Regions from separate parts of the Mus musculus genome. Here region 2 is linked to region 1. Evidence: chromatin contacts called from public HiCAR-type data. All regions are on one chromosome and are shown on one strand. The core of a region is the stretch at or near the end of the contact, and the rest is flanking DNA. Distances in the headings are between cores, read along the strand shown. Region 1 holds the start of Msc (musculin). Region 2 holds the start of Jph1 (junctophilin 1).

Region 1 (2,729 bases), core at 207-2,706:
ATGCTTTCCTCATGGGTTGCCCACATGATTTTTCTGTGAAAAGGGCGAGAGTTTAGAATTCTGTGATTTAATGTCCCCCTCCCTCACACACACACACACACACACACACACACACACACACACACACACGCTGCATTCCTTTTTAAATAGGTTTGGATGAGATCTTTCCCAAGCTCATGGAGCTGGCAGGTTAGACAGGGACTTTCCGGACAGTCGCGTCCAGGAAAACTATGTTGCATTAGTGTTTTCTTTTGTTTAAACCACTCAAACGTTTATTTAAAAAAGTTAGGTTCTCCCAATCTCCCCCTTCCCCCTTTAAAGAAAGCAGCACTGGCGATTCAACCCTGCTAGGTTGTTGTCTGGAAAAAGTTGGGCAACTGAGTTTTTGTTTGTTTGGTTGGTTGGTTTGTTTTGTTTTTCCAACTTGGCCTAAAAACTTAGAAATACTCCCAAGTGGGAAGCCACACTTTATCCCAGAAGTAGGGTGTTAACAGATAGCAGTCGCCAGGCAAAGGACCAGGACATTTTCAGATGGCTGGATGATTTTCTCCCAGCAAATGGCTGGCTCCTCTTGCCTTGATTCGGAGGTCACTGAACCAGATTCCTTACCACTGGTTCCAGAAACCTCCCCTCTTGGCTCTTCGTCTGGGGCCGAGCCAGCCCTGGGCCCGGGTAGCGCTCTGGGCTGCTGTCCCCCGGCCTCGAGCGCAGCATCCCTACCAGGTTCACAGGGTGCACATAGCTGTCCTCGTAGCGGTCCTCCTGCAGCAGCTGGCGCAGGTGCGCGATGTAGCTGGAAGCCAGGCGCAGCGTGTCCAGTTTGGAAAGCTTGGTGTCGGGCGGCACCCAGGGCAGGCTGGTCTTCAGTCTGGAGAAGGCTTTGCTCAGCACGCGCATCCGGGCGCGTTCGCGGGCGTTGGCCGCATTCCGCTGCGACTGCTTGCACTCTGCGGCCGAGCCCTTAGGCGGGAGCGGCTTCTTCCCCGCACCGCCTGCGCGGCCACCTGCGCCGCCAGCGTCAGCCCCACGGAGCCGCTTCCTCTTGCATCCTCCCGCGGCTCCCAGGGAGCCGGGCTCCTCTTCACCGTCCTCCTCTTCCGCAGAAGAAATGTCGCTGGGCGAGCCGTAACCGCGCTCCATGCGGAGCAGGGGCGGCCTCTTGGAGGCCGGGGCCGGGTAGACCCTCTGCAGCCCCCTCATCTCCGAGTCTTCGGGGTCACTCACCGAGCCGGTGGACATCGCCTATTCCCCGGCGCCCACGCGCGCGCGCCTTTCTCCTCCCCGGCCAGTCTCGCTTTCTCTGGCTTCTTCTCTCTGACAGAGGATGGGGTGTGGGAGAGCCCAGGGGAGGACCAGAGACCAGGGCTTGCCTCCGCACTGAGGCTCCCCTGTGAGCTGGGCGCCTGGAGTGGGCGCGATCTGCTGCTGACCCTGTAGCCCAGGGCTCTGCTGAACTTGACTCCGGATCCAAAAGTACAGCCGCGAGCTGAGCCTTTTGACAGGACTATTTATCTGTACTCTTAGGGAAAAGCCACCCCCCTCCCCCTCGGCAAAGTAGAGGGGGCTTGAAAGGGGGACAAGAGGTGGGGCAGGGGCGTGGAAGGGGTGGGGATCGTTTTTTCCCCCCTGAACCCTGCGGTTAGCGGGGCGGGGGCAAGGAATGTTTGCGCGCAAAGCAAAGACTTAGGCCTCTACGCCCACGACTGACCCTCAGAGTATCTGTGCGAGGTAAGTGAGATTTGGGAACAAAAAGAAAAGACCTTGTTCCTACTCATTCCATTTTCACCTGCAGCTGGTCTTAGTGGGAACTGAAGAATCTGAGCATGCCCAGTGCGGCTTGTCTCCCAGTGTGTTCCTGGGGACCTGTCATTCAAGTTCATTACTCAAGATGTGTGTTTGCTTATCCAAGGCTTCATAGAACGAGTACAGAGAAAGAGCAAAAACTAAGGAGCAGCTCCAATGACCCATCTCTTGACCCCCATCCCCCCTCCGCCCCCGCTTTTATAGTTCACATGGCAGCGCTTTTTTTCTACTTTGTCTTGTTTCATCTTCAAGCAATTTCTGAAACTTACATGTTATGATGTCCATCTTGCAAAATCACTGGGAGAGCAAATAAGTGGGATCAGGAATCTGTGTGTTTGTAGCATTTCAGTAGCCACAAGCCTCCTAACCTACACATCAAGAGATGTTATTTTCCACTGTTGTAAGATTTCCTCCGCGTGATTAAGGTTTGGACTCAGACCCAACGCTTTGAGAGCAAGTTCTTGGATGCAGAATAGTATGTCAGCACAGTTGCCTTGCCAAAATTAAAGAGAAAGGAAAGGGGAAAAGCAAAGCAAAGAAAGACCAATAACAACCAAAACCCAAAGGACTACCAAGCAGCCCCTAGAATTGTGCTGCATTTCAAGTCACAACAAAACACCTTGCCTTCCCCAACCCCAGAGCAGACAAAACAAGGTGGAAGGCAGGCCAAGTGTGCTCAAGCTGAGGGGCTTTGTTAACAAACAGACAGGTGTCAGCCGGGACTCCCGCTGTGCTCCAGACGGAGGAATTGGTGCCCTTAAAGGGTTGGGGTTTGACTGCCTTGGCTGAGCAGAAGGAAGCTGAGTTTCTTTTCTGTTCCACTCTGTTGTCTTCTTGTACTTCTCCTCTCACAGGTTCCAGATGAGAGTGGGTCAAGCAGATACGCGGATGCAGAAGCTGCCTAGCAAATTCTAGTCTTTACAGCA
Region 2 (2,839 bases), core at 217-2,716, 2.3 Mb after region 1:
CACAACCAGGCTTACTTTTTAGGCCACACCCCTAATGTATATCCAGGATATAGCATACTCTTTAACCTTTTTAAATATTTAATGGAAACTCCGTCCATTTTTCCTAAAGCATTTTCTCAAGATCTCCAGGTCAGCAAAGATTACAGTTCTTCTGATTCAAAAGTACTTTAAGGAGCCAAGTGAAAGTTAGGGAGAAAATTAGGAATGCCGCTTGCTTTGGGCAGTTGCTCTGCTGCCTGTAACTAGGACTCTAGAAAATACACCCTCAATAAGGTCCAATTCCCCAACATCCTACTTATGGGGTTCTGGCTTCTATCTTTAGGCTAACTGGAGGGCCAGAAGCGAAATACGAGACTCTACGTGAAACCAAACCGCGCGGCGGTCAGCACCGACCGGCAGCCACACAGCTCAAGACGTCCCTCTAACTCCTCCGGAGTGGCGATTTCAAACCCGGCCTGGAGAGGGAGGGATCAGGAATGTAATGTGACAGGCTCAAGTGACAGTGTCCTCTCTCCTGCCCAGCCCTCCCGGGGCAGCGCGGCTCTGGGCCCCGGCCAGGTACCTGCACGCCTAACTCCCGGGGTATGGACAGCCTACCCGCCCGGGGAGCCGCAGACACTTGCGACCCAGCCGCGAGACCAAGTGGTCTCCCTCGAAATGGGGAGGAGGGCGAGAGGGAGGGTAGACTCCCCAGATGTTTTGGCGGGTTTCCGGACACGTGCGTCTCGCGTCCTCCCCACGTCCCCGAAGCCAGGGAAGAGCCCACCGCGTCAGCCCTCGGAGACTCCCGAGATGCCGCTCACCTCCATCCCCGTAGGTCTCCACGCCGTACCCGTCCTGCAGCCCGTTACTCCAGGTCCCCTCGTAGCGGGCGGGGGTGCACAAGCTCTGCCGGACCCCGTAGCGCCCCTTGAAACCATGTGACCACTCCCCCCGGTACATCCACTTGCCCTTCGTCTCCACCCCCAGCCCGTGCCGCTTGCCCTGCGCCCAGTAGCCCTGGTAGGTGTTGCCGCTGGGCCAGGTGTAGACTCCAACCACCTCGAAGCCGTGCGACCAGGAGCCAGAGTACTCGCCCTGGCCCTTGGGCCCCGTGCAGATGCCATGCCCGTGCGCCTTGCCCTCCTCCCAGCCGCCGCAGTAGGTGCCGCCATCGTCGAAGTCGAACCTTCCGCCCGTCATTCGGGGGGCAGCCCCGGCGCGCTCCTCGTGGGGGCACAAACGTGGGCAGAGCTGGGCACCGCAGGGTGTAGCTCCGGGGTAGGGGCCCGTCGGGCGAGCTCACGACTGCGCCCCGGGCAGCTCGCACCGCCGATCGGCTCCAGTCCGACGCCGCCCCCGTCTTCCCCTCCTCTTTCGCCGTCGCCACCGCCGCCTCTCTCCCTCCTCCTTCGCCGCCGCCCCGGCCAGCGCCGCGCGCGAGAGGACAGCCCAGTCTCCAGAGCGGACTTTCAGCTGCTCCCACCCGCCCACGTGAGCCGGGCACCGCCCCGCGCCCGCCCCTAGTCCCCTCCCTGGGCGCGGAGGCCCGGCCCCATGACACGCCCGCCCGCACGCCCGCCCGCCGGGCCCTGCCCCCAGCCCGCGGAGCCGAGCTTCTCCTCCGGCTGCTTGGCGCGCGAGCTCTGGGCACGTGTGTGTCTGCGGAGTGGGCTGTGACTGGGAGGGCCAGTGTACTCTGAGACGTGAGACGGTCAAGCCTGCGGATAAAGGTGCGGCTGCCTGTGCTGGGGACCTGCTCTTTGCTGCTGGAACCTCCAGCTTTTCAATTGTGTTTAGTCTTCTACAAGTGAGGCCACCTGTGTGATAGAGTGACAACTCTTGTGTAGGTGGGTGGTGGTGGTGGTGGTGGTGGTGGTGGTGGTGGTGGTGGTGGTGGTGGTGGTGGTGGTGGTGTGTGTCTGCATAGGGTTTGTAGTTGCATTTTTTCCCCCAGCATTCCAACTTGAGCTCTGTTGGATTTGTCATGCGCAGCTGTCATCATGAATTAATATGCTCCAAATATATGTCTGCATGTGATAAATCTGTGGCAGCCTAGATATAATTGTGCAGAATGTTCTTTTACACCTACCCATTTCAGGGCACATGTGTTTGCATTTCTTTTCATGAAGATTCCAAGAGAGGCAATGCAGTTTGAAAGAGCATGGGCATGAGTTGTTTGGGTTTTATTTGTAGAAGTGATGGGCTTTGTAGCTGGCATTGCAGGAACACAGGGCATTGTCTTTTACATTCCAGCCTGTTCCCTCATCTGTTCTCAGCTTTAGAAATGCTACATCCTGGAGCTGTGCACCCAAACAGGCTTAGTCTGTATGTATTGCTTGAGTGCCTGGAATGCACACCTGGGACCTCTCCACTGTCGCCCACTGTTTAGAAAAGAAAACACAGTTTTCAAGGAGAAATATGGTAAGTAAAGCACTCTGCTAATGTAACAAAGAAGCCATGAACTTCTAAACACAGGACAGGTGTCAGCTGATGCACTCTCCTGCAGCAGCACTCACTGCCTTGTTGAACTCACTTCAGATACCTCCTCTAAACTTTATCTCCATTTTCTCAATGGAAATACCCTCCCCTTTCTGTGTTGGGGAAAGACTTGGTGTATTTCGATGGTAGTACCCGTAAAGTCAAGAATTGCTAACAGGATAGTTGAATCACATACTACAGCCTCTTTTAGGAGTGGCATTGATCTCTCCTTGCCTTCACAGTGCCAGTGGAGGAAGTCTTTTCCCCAGGTCACAAGCCAGGGTCTCAGAAGGACTCTCAGATTGTGCATTCCTGCTGTTCCCCAGGCTGAGAGGACAAAACAGGTGAGCACTTGGGCCTCTCACTAGGTGGCTGATAA

Evidence for each region. HiCAR-type assays count read pairs that join an accessible place to other places.
Region 2: a contact with region 1 is called in a HiCAR-type map of astrocytes, with 3 times the contacts expected there. The contact joins the promoter of Jph1 here to the promoter of Msc in region 1. A contact is called at or near these places in 2 of 39 promoter capture datasets (liver and pre-B cells) and 1 of 115 datasets of contacts at active chromatin or transcription factors (astrocytes).

Annotation. Positions count from the first base shown.
Region 1 is chr1:14,754,510-14,757,238 of GRCm38.p6, forward strand. Msc (musculin) reads right to left here and starts at 1,457. Exons shown (of 2, transcript NM_010827.2): 1 at 721-1,457. The coding sequence starts at 1,239. It overlaps Gm9947 (a long non-coding RNA gene), which reads left to right and starts at 1,478. Exons shown (of 4, transcript XR_003947744.1): 1 at 1,478-1,728.
Region 2 is chr1:17,096,423-17,099,261 of GRCm38.p6, forward strand. Jph1 (junctophilin 1) reads right to left here and starts at 1,467. Exons shown (of 5, transcript NM_020604.2): 1 at 804-1,467. The coding sequence starts at 1,182. It overlaps Gm46085 (a long non-coding RNA gene), which reads left to right and starts at 1,411. Exons shown (of 3, transcript XR_001778833.2): 1 at 1,411-1,829; 2 at 2,259-2,403; 3 at 2,703-2,839. It overlaps Gm31982 (a long non-coding RNA gene), which reads right to left. Exons shown (of 4, transcript XR_865203.2): 4 at 2,151-2,363.